Linked DNA regions of Mus musculus: regions 1, 2, 4, 5 and 6 are each linked to region 3. A link is a contact called in public promoter capture Hi-C data. All regions are on one chromosome and are shown on one strand. The core of a region is the stretch at or near the end of the contact, and the rest is flanking DNA. Distances in the headings are between cores, read along the strand shown. Region 1 holds the start of Rrm1 (ribonucleotide reductase M1). Region 2 holds the start of Trim68 (tripartite motif-containing 68). Region 3 holds the start of Tpp1 (tripeptidyl peptidase I). Region 4 holds the start of Akip1 (A kinase (PRKA) interacting protein 1). Region 5 holds the start of Rpl27a (ribosomal protein L27A). Region 6 holds the start of Eif3f (eukaryotic translation initiation factor 3, subunit F).

Evidence for each region. Promoter capture Hi-C pulls out the DNA fragments that hold promoters and counts their contacts.
Region 1: a contact with region 3 is called in a promoter capture Hi-C map of second pharyngeal arch cranial neural crest. The contact joins the promoter of Rrm1 here to the promoter of Tpp1 in region 3. A contact is called at or near these places in 6 of 39 promoter capture datasets (the HPC-7 cell line, cranial neural crest, frontonasal cranial neural crest and 3 more).
Region 2: a contact with region 3 is called in a promoter capture Hi-C map of pre-B cells. The contact joins the promoter of Trim68 here to the promoter of Tpp1 in region 3. A contact is called at or near these places in 2 of 39 promoter capture datasets (cranial neural crest and pre-B cells) and 1 of 484 Hi-C or Micro-C datasets (CD4 T cells).
Region 4: a promoter capture Hi-C map of pre-B cells shows a contact between it and region 3, with 4 times the contacts expected there. The contact joins the promoter of Akip1 here to the promoter of Tpp1 in region 3. A contact is called at or near these places in 3 of 39 promoter capture datasets (cranial neural crest, maxillary cranial neural crest and pre-B cells).
Region 5: a contact with region 3 is called in a promoter capture Hi-C map of liver, with 5 times the contacts expected there. The contact joins the promoter of Rpl27a here to the promoter of Tpp1 in region 3. A contact is called at or near these places in 3 of 39 promoter capture datasets (cranial neural crest, liver and pre-B cells), 2 of 484 Hi-C or Micro-C datasets (CD8 T cells and the G1E-ER4 cell line) and 1 of 9 other capture datasets (liver).
Region 6: a contact with region 3 is called in a promoter capture Hi-C map of pre-B cells. The contact joins the promoter of Eif3f here to the promoter of Tpp1 in region 3. A contact is called at or near these places in 3 of 39 promoter capture datasets (cranial neural crest, frontonasal cranial neural crest and pre-B cells).

Annotation. Positions count from the first base shown.
Region 1 is chr7:102,440,355-102,443,054 of GRCm38.p6, reverse strand. Rrm1 (ribonucleotide reductase M1) reads right to left here and starts at 1,360. Exons shown (of 19, transcript NM_009103.3): 1 at 1,012-1,360; 2 at 1-68. The coding sequence starts at 1,030.
Region 2 is chr7:102,686,060-102,688,759 of GRCm38.p6, reverse strand. Trim68 (tripartite motif-containing 68) reads left to right here and starts at 1,433. Exons shown (of 7, transcript NM_198012.4): 1 at 1,433-1,619.
Region 3 is chr7:105,750,858-105,753,557 of GRCm38.p6, reverse strand. It overlaps Tpp1 (tripeptidyl peptidase I), which reads left to right and starts at 1,323. Exons shown (of 13, transcript NM_009906.6): 1 at 1,323-1,387; 2 at 1,505-1,576; 3 at 1,829-1,968. The coding sequence starts at 1,371. Dchs1 (dachsous cadherin related 1) reads left to right here. Exons shown (of 21, transcript NM_001162943.1): 21 at 1-569. The coding sequence ends at 100.
Region 4 is chr7:109,702,328-109,705,027 of GRCm38.p6, reverse strand. It overlaps Akip1 (A kinase (PRKA) interacting protein 1), which reads right to left and starts at 1,350. Exons shown (of 6, transcript NM_020616.2): 1 at 1,252-1,350; 2 at 858-1,082; 3 at 1-77. The coding sequence starts at 1,076. It also overlaps a transcript of Denn2b not described here.
Region 5 is chr7:109,517,857-109,520,556 of GRCm38.p6, reverse strand. Rpl27a (ribosomal protein L27A) reads right to left here and starts at 1,362. Exons shown (of 5, transcript NM_011975.3): 1 at 1,335-1,362; 2 at 909-972; 3 at 564-639; 4 at 1-89. The coding sequence starts at 1,337. It overlaps Snora3 (small nucleolar RNA, H/ACA box 3), which reads right to left and starts at 425; the gene lies at 306-425.
Region 6 is chr7:108,933,060-108,935,759 of GRCm38.p6, reverse strand. Eif3f (eukaryotic translation initiation factor 3, subunit F) reads right to left here and starts at 1,345. Exons shown (of 8, transcript NM_025344.2): 1 at 953-1,345. The coding sequence starts at 1,328.

The DNA.
Region 1 (2,700 bases), core at 111-2,610, 3.3 Mb after region 3:
GAGTCCATAACAGAGTTTCTGGATTCGTGATGTAATTTTGTCAAACATAACTCGCTCTTGGCGGCCATCTAAATAATCAAATCACAGTTAGCATTAGCAGTTATTAAGCGGGCAATACCAAAGAATCAAGTATATTCAGCTTTTAAAACTGTTTAAAACAATTAAGAGATTGTCTTTGGGGTCTGCAGAGACTGCTCAGTGGTTAATCATGTCTACTCGGATTAAGTCTTTGTCTATTTGGGTTAAAAGTCTTTGTCTATCGACCTATGATAGAGGAGGCAGCCCTCTGTGAGTTTGAGGCTAGACTGATCTACACAGAGTAAGTTCCAGGCCAGTCAGAGAAACCCTGTCCCAAGAACAAACAATGTAAAAAAAAAAAAAAAAAAAAAAACCTCCCCACAAAAATGCAGAGGCAGGAGAGATGATACTACACTCCCACCTCAGAAGAGACCAGAAAAATGACAGATGTTCAAAAAATGTGGTGTCCTGCCTTTTCTTTTTTTCCTTATTTCCTCCTACACCAGATCATCGACTCCGCGGTTCTTTTGTCTGTTATTTTGTTTAAGAAATGAGGAAAGACAGGCACAGGGCTATTATGAGCTATGGGTTTCAATTCTAACCTCACCAACTACTAGCTGGGGTGGAATGGGGGTGTTGGGGTGCTTTTTCGTGTCTTTGCAACCTCTTCTAAAAAAATGGAGCCAAAAGCAGCTACCTCTGAGGATGGCGGCAAGGAATAACAGTGCTCGGGAACAATCTCAGACAGGGTTGGAGGGAGTCTGGAAGGGAGCACAAAGTCAAAGTCAAAGGGAACACACAAAGGTCAAGAGAATGGGGACAGACTGAGCAGACACAGGCCCAGCTGACAGACAGGGCGGGAAGCGCGGCGGGAAGCGCGGGAAGCGGCGAGGCGCCGCGGGTCGGGCGGGTCGGGCGGGCCGGCGATAGTGACCGCTGGGCTCTCCGCAGCCGGGTCCCCTCTCCTCCTCCCCATCCCCACGGACCCCTCACCTCGCTTGATCACATGCATCGCCGCTAGAAGCTGAAGTGCTGAGAGGTTCGAGACCAGTTAGCAGCTCCGAGGCGAAGAAGGGACAGAGACGACTGTCAGATGTGAAGGGTTGGACTCCGAGAGGCTGCTCGGACGGAGGGATGGAAGCTGCGCGATAGACAGCACTTTCCTCACCAGAGCAGACTAACCGAATTACGAACTCCTTCCCGCTCCCGCCACCCGTGACGTGCAGAGCAACGCGACGGACGGAATTCGAATGACGTTCTTGACGTTTCAACGCCGGGAGTTGAATGGGCGGAAACTGAGCAGTAGACAGACAGCACACGAGTCCCTTGGCCGCCATATTGAGTGTGGGCAAAGCCCGGGAGACTGCGCTCCTTTCCACCACATTGGGTGAAAGCGGACCTGGCGGGAACGAGTTCTCCTGCCGCCATATTGGGTGTGGGCAAGCAAATCTCCCGAGTATTTTTATTTCATAACAAAAAAGTAACCAACCAGATATCCAGAACACCTTTTTCCTTTTTCCTTCTTCCTCCTCCCTTCCCCCTTCCCTACCCCTCTGACTTTTTTTTTTTTTTTTTTGCTATTTTACATTATGGACATTATGGAAACACCAAGATTTTGTTCTGGTTTGCACTAAAGCCTACAACCCGCAAATAAGAAGCAGATAGGAAGCCCGGGGCTCGTAGGTCTACACTCCTCAGTTAAAGAGTGGGGCTAGACCAAAGGTGTTTGAATTTCAGCCTTACAGAAATAGGGGTACTGTGAAACTCTTATGAAGGCCCACAGTCCATTTGCTTTTACAGTTTTGTGGATGGTAGTAGAGATAGGATCAGCAATAAGATAGTCGTCGCCACATTAATACGTGAAAACAGCCAGACATTATGCAGAGACCAAGACATCTGCGAATACTCAGTCCTAAGGGACTTCTCCATCAAATCCCTCCCCAAATGACTCAGGGGGCCCCATAGAAAAGGAGGAAGAAAGAGTGTAAGAACCTAGGGGGATGGAGGACACCGAAGAATCAAGGCCCTCTATGCTCTTATAAACTCTTGAGACTAAGGCAGCATGCCCAGGGCCTGCCTGCCTTCCAGTTTACTAGTGTTTTTTATGGGATTTTATAGTGTTCGCCTGAGTGTGCGAACAAGTGTATCTCTGATTCTTGTTCCTTCTCATGCATTCTGTCCTTCTGTTGGTTCTGTTCAACACTGATGTGCTAGTTTTCTTTCTTTTTTTTTTTTTCTTTTTTCTTTTCTTCCCTTGGAAGCCTGTTTGTTTTCTAACGAGAGACAAAACGGGGCAGGACCCAGATGGGGAGGAACTGGAAGGAGAGAAGGGAAAACATAATCAGGATATGTTATGTGAGGCGAAAAAAAAAATCCATTTTCAATAAAATGGGGGGAAAGGCTAGGTGAAAAAAAGAAAGAATAGTTAAAGTCGTACTTTAAACCTATTCAAGACAAGTATAAAAACTAATTTCGGTCATAAAACTGATCTTCATAAAATAATGTATGTGGCATTCTTTCGCTAAAACCTATCATTTGCTTCTTACACCCTCCAGAAGGGGTCCATCTCCACCCACAACTGACACATCATAGGAAATCCTACATGAAGCTAGAGGACCAGGGCTATCCAGGGGGAAAATATGATATGGAAACACAATTGATATTCAGATGTTAGGGGAATAT
Region 2 (2,700 bases), core at 184-2,683, 3.1 Mb after region 3:
ACTCCTCATGCCTTGTAATTTTACCAAGGACACCCGCCAGAGATGAGCTGTAGCCAACTCATCCTCCCAACTCCTCCCAATTCCTCACGTTTTTCCTCTAAAAGCCCCCTACTGTTACCGATAGGGAGCTCATCCTCAGCTGACAATAAAGCCTCTTGCAGTTTTGCATCAGGTGTGGTTTTCTCTCGAGTTATTGGAGTGCTGGCCAGCTCATCCCGGGACTTGAGCGGAAGTCTCCCCAGTTTCGGGGTCTAACAATAGTAGGTGTGGCCTTGTTGGAAGAAGTGTGTCACTGTAGGGATGGGCTTAGAGACCCTTCTCCTAGCTTCCTGGAAGCCAGTCTTCTCCTGTTCTTATTTTTATTCTGTATAAGTTCATCAGCCAATGAGGTTACTTGATCGTGTCTTCAAAACTTTTAAGTCCAAAGTGCTCCTCATAAGCAAGAGCCTCTTCCCCCAGTCACTCTATGGTGTCCTATTCTCAGGGCCTTTGAGAGTCAGTCATAGTTACAAACACATTCAATTACAAATGAAAAAGATGTCCCCTTTTGATTTCAATTCCCTTGAACTTGGTTGACTTTAAGGCAGAGAATGTATGACCCAGTCTTGCAATCCAGGTCTCTTTGTATGCATGCTCAATTAGTATTTTTTAAATGTCTTCTTTGAATCCATCTGTTCACTGTGACATAAGGTCAGTCATTTGTCTCTACCAAGAAGCAGAGGCTCAGTTCAAATCTCAGTTCCTCCCTCTCCCCCTACAGTGCTGGTCCTGTCTATTTTCAATAATTTTCTGGGTGTCACCCTGAAGAATGTCAACCATGTCCTCAGCTCTGACATTGTCATGGAATTCAAAGAGCATGGGTCCCAACGATAAACATATCACTGGAAGCTGGATTCATCTGGAATTTTTTTCGTTACTTCCCATATGTCACTGAGTGTCTTCTCTTGCTTACTCAGTAAAAGTCCCAGTATCCGAAAAAGAACCAAAGAACTACAAAGAAAAATCCAGGTCTATGATTTAACACGCTTGGTCTTGTGTGTCTCTGCGGTTGGACGAGAGGAAAGCTTACACACTGCTTTAAAAAGATTTTTTTACTGGCAGCTTATGATCAGGACTTCGTAATTTAATATGTTTTCTAACTCTGAAACTAGTTTGTTGCAATGAGGAGCTACCAAAAGTATGTAAGTGTCAAGAGTTAGCCAGGAAAAACAGAAGCATTTATTAAAACTTTTGCTTAATTGTCTGAAACCTGGAGCAGCCACTTGCAGCTCGTGTTCCAGGGAACTGCGGATTCCAATGCGTAAAGGTGCCACTTAAGGAAGCCCGGCTGCGCACCCACGCTAGGTAGCTGAATTCAACCAGGAAACGTGGCAAGCGAACAGCCAATCAGGCCACTCTGAGTGCAGAAGTGATTCGTCGGTTCCGGCGCAGTGGGTGGGTCCTGCAGCTCCGGGCGCGGCTCTTGCCTTGGGTCCCTCGCCCCCGCTGCTATCGCGGCTTCCGGCGGCGGGCGAGCGCCCCGCTGCTTCCTACGCTGCGGATTGGACCGCTGGAGCCCCGCGCCTCCACAGCTGCTTAGAGAAGGAGGCGACAGCAGACCTCTTTGGAGGACAACACAGGTCCTGCCCTCTTTACCCTCCCCTGTTCCCAATCCCACCGCCCTGGGGAACTGCCTAGTGCCCGAAGGTCAGGAAGGCACGGACCGCCACTGCTTCCAGACCCGAGGCTGGTTTCTGCCGCTTCCAGGCTCTTCCCCCTCCCTTCGCGGCCCTGAGGACCGTGGAGGCACTGGTTGCTAGGTGCAACCTTTTGATATTGTAGTCTACAAAGTTCACTCTGGAGAACAAAATCGCATAAAGAAACTTAACATTTTACAGTTTTGTGTTTGGCCTGTATTCACAGCTGCCCTCAGCTACAGGTTGGACAGGTCTGAGCAGTTAATGAGTCAAACTTTTGACCAAGTATTTATGTTTGATAAAAGATCTCTATTGGAGATCCTCTATTGGAAAACTGTATTTATCTCCAGATCTTTGACATCTTTCCCATGTTTACATTTTTTGAGGCAATGTATAGAACTAACATGCTTCCACTACATTTTTGTGATTTATCTTGATTTATCATTTCTATCTTTCTTTGCCTCGCTTTCCTACTGCCAGTGTCTTCCAAATTTTCATCTGCTGTTTTGTCTGGTTGTTGTTGTTGTTGTTGTTGTTGTTGTTGTTGTTGTTGTTGTTGTTGTTTGGGGGTTTTTTTGGTTTTCTGTAGCTTTAAGTAGTGCTTTTGACACCAAAGCATGAACAGGTGGACACATGCACACTGCCTTAGATGAAGATATTAACACCTCTACTATCAGCTATGCCTAAACATTTACATTGAATTCTCATGCATTTAACAAGTATTGAGACACTGTTGTTGGCATCAAGAATACACTGAGCAAAACTGAAGATAACTCTGTATTAAACGTACCACGACATTAGGATATTGTAAGAAAAACAGAAAATATGAATAGTAAATTTCTAGTGTGTGAATTAAGAAACCCACAGACTCTGGTAAATGATATCAACAGTGAGATCGTGGAAACAGTCTCAGTTGGAAGAGTGTGATTCCAAATAGGGTAAAATGAACAGACCCCGGGTCCAAGCACTGCACATAGCACTGAGGAGAATATGGCTGCCACGGGTGCAGTTGGGAGAGTAAGAA
Region 3 (2,700 bases), core at 74-2,573:
CGTTGTCTCACCATTCGGGGTAGCCCAGGGCCCCTCAGCTTCAGCACTCAGTACAGAGTCTGGCCTGGAGCCTCCGGATGACACAGAGCTGCGCATCTAGCTGTGGCCCTAACTGGGCCCCGACCTGGGACACGTCCAGTGTCCCCAAAGCAGGCCCCATTCTCAGCCTGCCCTGGGCAGCCTCGGACCATGACTGACTATGGGGAGGCCACCACCAGTCCCCTGCTCTCCACCTTAAACTCTTATAGCTGGGACAGGTCCCACATTTCTCTGCAGTTCCTTCAGCACTAGGACCACAGAGGGCCTGTTGGTCATGACCTGTGGCCAGATCCAGTGTGGAGAGAAATAAGAATGAGGCAACAGCCTTGGGTTCTCTTCAGCCAAGACTTCCTGCCCTGCACCAGCGCCCTGCGATGGAGCTGAGACTTTATTTATTGGGGGTTAGGGGGATGGGGAGGTCCCTCCAATCTGGGCCCAGCTCTTTTGGGTTCTTCTGACATCCCTGCCCCTGCCCAGAACAAGTGCCAATTCTCACTCTGGAGCCTTAATAAACTGCAGTTTGTATCCAGCCTCTGGCTCTGTTCTGTCAGGGTAACCAGAAGTCACTGGCGTAGCACTGTGGATACCTGGCACAGTAGCCAAGGAGGCCCAGAGGGAGGGCGGACAACAGGACATGTAGGAGTAGGGTTGGCACTGAGAGCTCAGAAGCCTAGCCTTGGGATCTCTGCTGCTTTCCCCTCTAACATGGTCAGGACTTGAACTGCAGTGGTTTCCTGCAGAGACTGACAGAGTAGGAAGCAGTCTAGGGTCCTAAGCCTGAGGGTCTGGAATAAGATATGGTGATTATTAAGAGTAGGTAAGTGAAGAAATCCCCAACCCCCCCCCCCCACACACACACACCTTGGAAACATGAAATGTCCACATTCATAAGAGCTCACATTAGTTGAGTCTGCCAGGTCAGTCTTGGCTCCATAGGCTTGCTTTATTGCAATGTCCACTTTTACTCCCAAGTATGAGGCACATTTCTTTTACGTAACAGTCACTGAATTTTAAGTGAAGAAACCTAGGCTCTGAGAGCTTGTTTTTCTAATATTGTACGGCCAGGAGCAGCCCATACCTATGGGGCTTCAGAGCCCACTCCTTTATGATTCCTTTAGAGACAGACAGACTTGGGCAGCAGGTGAAGAGGAGCCCTGGGCTTAGATGCTCAACACAGCATAGAATTCTAATAGCAGCCCCAGCATTCAGAACAGCTCATTTGGGAGGGAGGAGTCAGCAACGTCACTAGTTACTAGGCAGGGAGATGGGGGAGGTGCCAGACCATGCTCATGTGACTTATCACATGACTACAGATCAGCCTGAAAGCCAAAATGGGACTCCAAGCCCGGTGAGAAACTGAGGTGGGGAGGGTAGCTAAGGGGGATTACATTAGAGGGATTACATGTTGTAGAAGGAGTACAATGAGGGTTCGGCTCCTGATGAAACCCACCTGCTGTCCCTGCAGCCTCCTAGGGCTCCTTGCTCTCGTCATCGCCGGCAAATGCACTTACAACCCTGAGCCGGACCAGCGGTGGATGTGAGTTGATTTAGTACTACAGGTGCCTGTCTCTGCAGACGCTTGGTCCTAGCTTTCCTCATCCTCAACTGCTCCTAGTACCCACTCTGTAGCCTTATTCGACACCCCCTCGGCTTAATCTCTGGTCATTTATCTCCTATGATCCTTATCTGCATCTAGGATTCGACCCAAAGTCTCAGTTCTTAATCCCAAACTTTCCATGATCTGGATTTCTCGTTATGGCCTAATCAAATCATGTCCCTGACCCTGTAGGCTGCCTCCAGGCTGGGTGTCCCTGGGCCGCGTGGATCCCGAGGAAGAGCTGAGTCTCACTTTTGCGCTGAAACAGCGGAACCTGGAAAGACTCTCGGAGCTGGTGCAGGCTGTGTCGGATCCTAGCTCTCCTCAATATGGTGCCTATCAGTTGGGGCAGGAAGTGGGAGGCAGGACCAGGCAGGCACTGGCTGGTGCAGATCATGTAGGGCCATGTTTCTGGTATGACAGACAAATGACAATAACTGCCATATTCATACACACACACACACACACACACACACACACACACACACACCAAAATTTCCACCTGAGTTCTTCAGTCTTAAAACTAAGAACAAATCTAAGCCTAGTAGCATGAGGTAATAATCCTAGCTACTTGGACTAAAACAGGACGATTTTGAATCCAAGGCATGCCTGGGCAGTGTAGCAATATTGTCAACATTAAAACCAATTTTTTTTAGAGGCCTAGCTAGCTCATTGATAGGGTGGGTGCTTACGGAGCATATGAAAAACCCTAGGTTCAAGTGCCAGGAAGATGGTGGGTGTGGGGTAGCTAGCTGTGTTTAAGAACACATGATTCATAATCAGATCTAGATTGAAATGTTCACTTACCCTACCAGCTCTCAAATGGAGGACTAGCACTTAGTGTGTGTGCATGATCAAGTCATGGACCTTACCCCACTCTCATAGCCACTGCCACACCCTCCTCTGTTGCTAGTTCAAGTCCTAAATTGTCTTTGGATTAATCCACTCTGGCCATTCCTCTTGCTACCAACTCAGTTGTTTATTCTCTTTCTGGATTACTGCCCAGTACCCGGACTGGTTTGAAGCTTCCTCTCCTTCACCCCACTCCCCAGAACAGTCCCTTC
Region 4 (2,700 bases), core at 101-2,600, 4.0 Mb before region 3:
CACTGACTTGAAGTATAGTCCATGAATTCAGCCATTGCTCCGAAGGAAGAGCTAAGGGTTGGGCACCTTTCTTCTCTCTGTTGTAATAAATGGCAAGTCATAGGTGAGACCTACAAATCCCCTACTGGAGAAGGACATCATTTGAGAAATAGCCCTTTTTCACTTTTAGGAAAGCTTCTGCAAGCTGAAACTGGTAAGAAGGATCTTGCTGAGAAAAAAAAAAAAAAATCCAACTCTGTAAACTAGATGTGCAATTTATCCAGGAACTAAAATAACTGGTTGGCTGGCTTTACTCACTATTGAGTAATGGGAAAGAACTGTTATTGTTGTTTATGATTTTTTGAGACAAGATCACATGTACACTAGGAAGACTTTGTACTTGATCCTTAGCCCCGACCTCCCAAGTTCTGGCACCACACTAAGAATTGTATTTATTTACTTTAGACAGGGTTTCACTAGGTAACACACGATGGCTTGAAACTTGCTATGTAGAACAGGCTAATCTCGAACTCAAGAGATCTGTCTGCTTCTGCCTCCTGGATGCTGAGATTAATGGTGTGCACCACCACACCCGGTAAGAAATTTTATGTTATAAGTAAGCAGAATACTACTATTCTTTTGTTATTCAAAAAGAATTGGGTCACACCGTGCTTGTACACAACCTCTTTAATACTAGTACCTAAATCGTAGGCAAGAGTTCAAGGCCAGCCTGGGCTATACGAGACCGTGTCAAAAGCAGTTTCCAAACAACGTTTCCACTTTTGCTCCAATGCGTTACATCTTCTGGACATGGGAGGCTTCCTCCCGCCCAGTGGCGGCGGAGAATGACTAGACAGTCCCCCAGCTCCCGGCCTCACCTCTCCTAGGAGGCGCTGGGAACCAGGGACCGACCATCTTTCCTGGTAGGGGCCCTGGCGGTAAAGGACCCCCACGTTGCCTCTGGATCGCTCTGGAGAATGCCAGTCCACTGCCCTCCTCTTGGCGCGCTCCAATACTTCCCTCCCCAGCCGAGCAGAGCGCTGGAGCGAGCGCCGGTCCACTCCGTTCAGCGCCGCGGCCGCCAGACAGTATTCCATGTCTCCCTGGACACATACACAGACAAGTCAACTAGGCCCGGATCCGGGCGGCAACTTCCCCGCGACCCCAACTCCCCCTTCGCCTGCATCGCGCAATCCAAGTGGGGAGGAACTAGCAGGCAGGACCCCTGCCCCTTGCACTTCCGCCTCTCAGACCCTGGGTACAGCCCCTCACCCGGCCTGCTTCTCCGGGCGCACGCGCATAGCGCTCACACGGACACGCCTTCCGTGTTCCCGCGGCCCTTCTTTCGCGCCAGTTGCCAAGCTAACTGCTGCGCGCCGTGGGCGGGGCCTGGCGATGGGCGGAGCCGGTGTGGGCGGGGCCGGGTCGAGGGGCACGTGGGCCCAGCCTTAATCAGCTTCAGACGCGAAGCGGGCGCTTGTTGTCGTTCGAGGACTTTCTTGCCGCGACAGGTCAGTGTGGATCCCGTGACTCGTTGCGCTAAAAACATTTGTGAGAGTAGGTGCATGCGGACCGTATTCAGGGGTCTCGCCACTCCAGAACCACTTTTGTGTGAGGAGGTGATGAGGCTAGCGGACCAACGCGACTGAGGAGGTAGTGCTGGGGAAAGGGCATTCTGTCAGAAGAACTCTCAAGGCTGGGGATGGAGGCCAGACGGAGGTCTTGGAACTGTGGGTGAGGGGACTGGTAAGACTCCAGGGGATGGCAGGTATTTCTTGGCAGGTTGGTAGAGGATGTAGTGGAGTGGTGAGTGGGGAATCCCGTCATTCCCTTCCTGCAGCTTCCTCATTCCTCCCTTGGAAGAACAGATTCACACAATTTTGTTGGAGGTTTATTTGTTTGTTTGTTTTTGACAGTCTCACTGTGCAAACCCTCACTATGTAGACCAGGCTGGCTTTCAGTCTCTTTGGTCCTGGGATCTGGACCTACCATTCAAGCATCAATCGTATCACTTTTTAAAGTAAGAAATGGATCAGATACCTTTCAGAACACCATGGGGCTATGGTGAAAGCCCTGGGTCTCAGCGGGAGTGACACCCCCTGGTGAGCAGCAGGGCGTGAATGGGGAGAAAGTTCCACTTTAAGGAACATTGCTCAGTGCGGGGTGGGTCCCTCACAGGACACAAAGGAATTCTCAGTCCTTAAGTAGTGTGAATAGAGAAACATTTGCCCACAAACCTAGCTACCTGAGATTCCTTGAAATCCATGCCAGAAGCCAGGATCTGTAGTGTGCATCTGTCAGCCCTACCCTGCAACAGTGACATAAGAGGTGAGGACAGGAAATTGGCTAGAACTCCTGGACTAGACACCTTGAATTATATAGTCTAGCAGTAGCAACAAGCAAGACCCTGCCTTACACATGGCAGAAGGTGAGAACGGACTCCCAAAAGTTGTCCTCAGACCTCCATACACTTTCTTTGGCACACATGTACTACATTCACACACATAAAAAATGAGTAAAAAGTAGTCTAGTTCTTATTGATGAATGATTCTCACTTCAACTTCAGGATCTAGGTAGCCTCTATTCTGATTGACATCCCCATAAATTTGCCTTTTTCTGGCGATTCATACAAATAAAATCATATGGTATGTGGCCCTTTGGACCGGTCTCTTTCATTTAGATTACTTTGAGGCTTGTCTGAGTTATAGTATATAGTACATT
Region 5 (2,700 bases), core at 113-2,612, 3.8 Mb before region 3:
GTTTATCCAGGTTGACTGTTGGGCAGAAGCTCTGGTTCCTCTTCAAGTGGTAATGCCGCATACCAACTTTCCCAAAGTAACCTGGGTGACTGGGGAGGGAAGGCAACCATCTTCAGAGCCTCACTGAGAAAACTTATCTTTGTAGTTGTCTCCTAGTGAGTGTAAGTGTTCACTACTGTAAACATTGACACAGCAGGCACCAGATACAATTTTTGAACTAAAAGTCAGGTCACTCAGTAGCACCCCCACTCCTTAAAGGATTCCCTAAATAGGGTGCAACGTAACTTTGAATGGGTTAACTTGACATATGTCACTAACCTGGTGACTGACTGTGCCAGAAAGTCCACACAGCCAGTGAATAAGGTCAGCAGTTATTCTTCGAGGACTTAAGCACACTAAGGCAACAAGCAATACCTGAGCGTGACTCTAGCCTCGGACAGGTCCCCTCAGTTCAAGTGCAGCGTTTACTTGCTAAAGCTAGCCATACCAAATGGTAAGAAGCCCGTTTCCAGGGAGACACCGTCCTAACTCACCCCTTCAGCCCCCACTTCCAAAACACTCACTATTTGTCAAAGTTGATCCTGTGGTGGTGCATGCCTCCAGCATTCCCGCGGCCGCCTGGGTGCTTGCGGTGCTTACCTGTCGGCACACAAAGCAACTTGTGTGACTTATAGCTGCTCACATGCCCTTATTCCTGCTCTCAGTTTACCATCCGTTTCTAAGCCCGATTTATCAAGACTCGGGGATAGAAGGAACATTTACGGCATTTCACATCCCAGCGGCATGTGTTTAACTCTCACCCCGCTACCAACATAAAGTAGGGGAACTGCAAGTGTTTCCTTCCACCCACGGATGTCTACTTTCCAACAAAACTCCAAAGGCCAAACGCCGAGGAGGCGCACACTTACCGATGCGGCCGTGGCCGTGGCTCACGTGGCCCCGGAGTTTCCGGGTCTTCCTCAGTCTGGATGGCTGCGTGGGAAAAACAGCAAAGTGGTTAGGCCTGCTTAGAGGATGGGGAGACCGGGGAGAGGGCAGCAATGCCTGCCTGCCCGGATCAGGCCTGCACACGAGGACTTGCCTTCTGGAGCACCGGCTAAGCCGAGGCCGGGACTCAGAGCGTGCTCAGCCGCCCGGGCCCGCACGTCCACGCGATCCCAGCTCTGGTCGGAACACGCGGCCCCACGTTCCTCGCCCCACACCCGAGTGGGTCATCCCGCCCCGCAGGCTACGCCCAGCCATGGAGACCCACTAGGACCATAGCAAGCAGCTGAAAGGCTGGGAAGCAGAGCCCCGACCCTCCGCGATGGAGCGGAGGCCAAGAGAAGACCTACCATGGCGGTGGCAGAAAGGGAAAAGGGAGGAGCTCACGAAGTCTCGCGAGGTAGCAGGCGCGGGGGCGGGACCAATGCTTCATTTCCGGCCAGGAGGCCGGCTTCGGGAAGGGCTCCTGACGTCACGGCTCCCGGCGCCCGCCTCTTCCTTTCCGTGTGGATGGGCGGGGTGAACCGGTGGCGCCCGCCCCCGGAAGCCCCGGTAGCTCCTCCCTAGTCGAGCGCCGCTGCGGCCGGTCATCGTCGGAGTGCACTGTTCTTTTCTGGTGCGGTTGGTTTTTGTCTCCGGGCAGCAATGGCGGTGGCTCAGAGCATCGGCAAGACTTCCGCAGGGCCTCTGACGTCCCTTAAAGGGACACTGCCCTTCTCTTTTGCTCTGGTCCTCTCTTCATGTCCTGCCAAATTTGAACAGCCTTCTGTGCTTCAGGGATCTAGATTCTGTAACTATTTTGTATAAACATCACATTTGAATTTTCTCCAGACTCTGGCTGGTATGCTTTTACTCCCCTGGACCCGAGGTTCCCAGCCCAGCGTGCTCCTCATACAAGTATTTTCCGTGTCGACCTTCTTGGACCTGTTTTGTTACTTGTTTACTCGAACTATCACACTTGTAACTTCTAATTGCCAAGTTACATTTTTCTTCCCGATAGAGCCCAGATTCTCTAAGGGTTCAGGACTGGGCAATTTTGCTTGTTTTCCTTTTAAATCCATGAGTTCCTGGCGTGTAGCCTGCTTGCTAACAAAAGTGGTACACTTGTGCACAAGATTCTAACCCCTTAATCTGTTTTATTGTTTCTTACTTGATCCGTTAAACTAAAGAATATTCTAGTCAAAACTCTCAGAAAGCAGAGTGGGCAAATCCTGTCTGTCTGCTAGCTTCTTGCTCGGTGTTTAGTCCATTACAATCTGGGCAGTTTGACTTTAGCCACACCATTTCCTCAAGATCTTGTATTTGTTTTGAGACAGGGTCTTACTCTGAAGCCAAGGCTGGCCTTGTACCTCCTGACTGCTGGAGTTACACTCCTAATCGATTGGCTAGGCATGATGGTCTCGAACTTTCTCGTGTGGGCTGTAATAGCATATCTATGGCTGTCCTTGTTCAGCTCCTATTCAGGCAGTCCTGTTGGTGATACTATGGGTGTGGCTTCTTACACTCCTAGGACACACAATTTCACAGTAAAGCCTCTGATCTCTGGCTCTTACAGTCTTTCCCTCGCCTTAGGTGGAGGGGTTGTTTTACAGATTTATCCAGTGGGACTGGACTTCACACCTCTGCATTTTGATTGGTTATAGCTTTCTATATCAGTTTCTTTCTGCCTGTTGCAAAGAGAGCTTTCTTTGAGGGCTGAGGACTACCATTTTCTGT
Region 6 (2,700 bases), core at 96-2,595, 3.2 Mb before region 3:
CTCTCTGCCTCTCTCTGCCTCCCCTTTGCAGGTGCTCTGCTTCAGCCCTCAATCTGCTGTCCAGGCCCAACTCAGGTCTACTACTTTCCACAAAGCAGGCATGTTCTCTAGTTTCCCCTGCCTCGGCTCTGGAATGAGTGCTGGTCATGGGCCTCTGCAGAGACCAGCCTGGAGGAGTCTTCTCAGCTCCCTGTGAGTCCTGCCCCACAGGCAGGTGACCAAACCACTGAGGGCTTCACTTCCTGCCACCCTCCCGTAAGCCTGGGATGCCAACCTCTTCAGATAGTTGGCTTCTCTTCATCTTGAAGGTTAGCGACGGACACATAATACAACAACAGTCTGTGTCCAAATGAAAAATCAGAGGAGTGAGGTGGGGGTTGGGGGTGGGGGTAGAACTTGGAGCTGAGCATATCTAGGGTTTATGAACCAGTATGTAGGAAAACCTTGGGACACGTGCCTGTCTGAAAAGTTTAGGAAAGCTAGATATTATATATCCAGAATATGTTACAAATATACCTGGTTTATTTGAGTTGGAGGAAGCTTCTGACACATCCTCTTCCCTAACATGGGTGGTGGGCACTTTCTGTTTGTGCTGGGGTGGTGGTAGGTCACTGCATAAGAGAGGGCATGTGGGTACTCTGTTTAACGGGTCAAGGGCTTTGAACTTGCTGTCATTTGAGCTTTCATTTTTGGCAGCATGCCCTCTCAGTACCACGTTGTTGGGAGTATAAAATAACATGTAGATCAAGTATCACAAACTACGCAATAGCTTATACCTACTCCTTGCACATTTCTGTGGCTTAACGGCAATTCGGCTGAATTCAGATCACTCGGGAAGGCAAGCCACAGTAGGAAGGTGCAAAAAGAGAAACAGGCTAAGAGTTCAGGGGCGATGGAACGAGAGGAATAGTAAGATGCACAGGAAGAAAACATTAATTTCCCCAGAACTCACCCAACAGGGTTCCAATAACTCGGGCAGCTCCCTCGTTGCGGCGTTCGTAGCTGTCCACGATCGAGGCCAAAATGACGGGGTGTAGCCTGACCACGCGGCCGCCCGGGAAAGGCCCCGGGAGGGCGGGCCCGGGCTGCGAAGGCGCCGGCGTCTGCGCTGGGGCTGGCGCGGAGGCTGGGGTCTGGCCCGGGGCTGCAGGCGCAGCTACAGCAGGATCAGACGAGACGGGCGCCGGGGACGCAGCGGGAGTCGCAGCCGGTGTCGGAGCTGGCGTGGATGGGGTCGGGGCTGAAGCCGGGGCTGCGGTGACGACCGGCGCCGGGGCTGCGGCTGCAGTGGCAGGAGGGACATTAGCCGGTACGGCCGGAGAAGCCATCTTGCCGAGAAAGAGAGAGAGCCTAGAACAGAAGAGCGTGAGTTGGAGGAATTAGAAATTTGATTGGCTAAATTTATACCACGTGAATCATATCTTGATGACTATTGGACATGAAATTTCCGGCTAGTTGTAAGTTTTAGTGCGCGGTGTGCGCTTTAATTTCTGTCCGATGCGCACTCAGTGTGTAGGAGTCCAGAGTAGTTCCTAGTAACTTTAGGACTTCCTGGGGTGGGAATGGGGAGGAAGCAACTAGCAATCTACACAGTTGCCACCAGGTGGCGGCACAGAGTAGTGTAAAGGTCGCAATTGTTTAAGACTTAAATGGATATTAAATATCAGTCTTACAGGGGATTCACTGTTACATCCATTTAACTTATTAATCAATGAATTAAAATTTGGACTCAGGATCTACTTTGCATTCCACGCCTAGCCATATAGGTTAGGTTGGCCTGGAACTTACCTCAACTTTCCTGCCTCTGCTTCCCGAATGCTAGGACTATAGGCAGGAATCATCATGCCTGACCAATAGTGCTTTATTTGTGATGGCTTCATAAGGCATCATTAGGGAGGCATATTCATTCAACAATTTAAATGCTTAATATGCACCAGACTCTCTCTTATATGCTAGGGTATATAAGTGAACTAAATAGCAAAGGGTTGCATTCTCTTTGGGGGAGAGAAAAGGACTAAATCCTACATTAGGTTAGAAAGTGCTTCGATACACAGTAAATTATTATTACTATTTGACTGTGCTATGAGAAAGAAATGATCAGTGGAGGTTATGAGAGCATGAAAGATTATGAAGGGTTAGAGTAGGATACAATGAGGGTATCAAGTTGGAGTGGAAACTTGAAGAATTCAGGCAGCCAACTATTATTTGGGGTTTTGTAGGGAGAGCTCTTCTGGTGGAGTGAACAGTTCATGTAGAGGGCTTAAGGTGAATGAGAGCAAGACTAGTACATTTAAAGAAAGAATTTGGTGGTTAAATGGCATTATCAAAAGAAAGGATAGATCTCTAAGCAGGGCCAGGAGCTAATTATGAAGACTCCTATGCTGGTACTGGAGAGATGGCTCAGCGGTTAGGAACACAACTAGAGTTGTGAGTAGCTGTAAGCCACCAACCAACCCCTTCCCCTTGCTAGAACCTCAACGCAGATTCTCTGCAATAACCTCTTCCAAAGGTCCTAAGTTCAATTCCCAGCAACTACACAGTGGCTTACAATCATTTGTAATAGGATCTGATGCCTCCTTCTGGTGTGTCTGAAGATAGGGACAGTGTGTGTGTGTGTGTAATAGATAAATAAATATTTTCATTTTTTATTTTTATTTTTTGGTTTTTTGAGACAGGGTTTCTCTGTATAGCCCTGGCTGT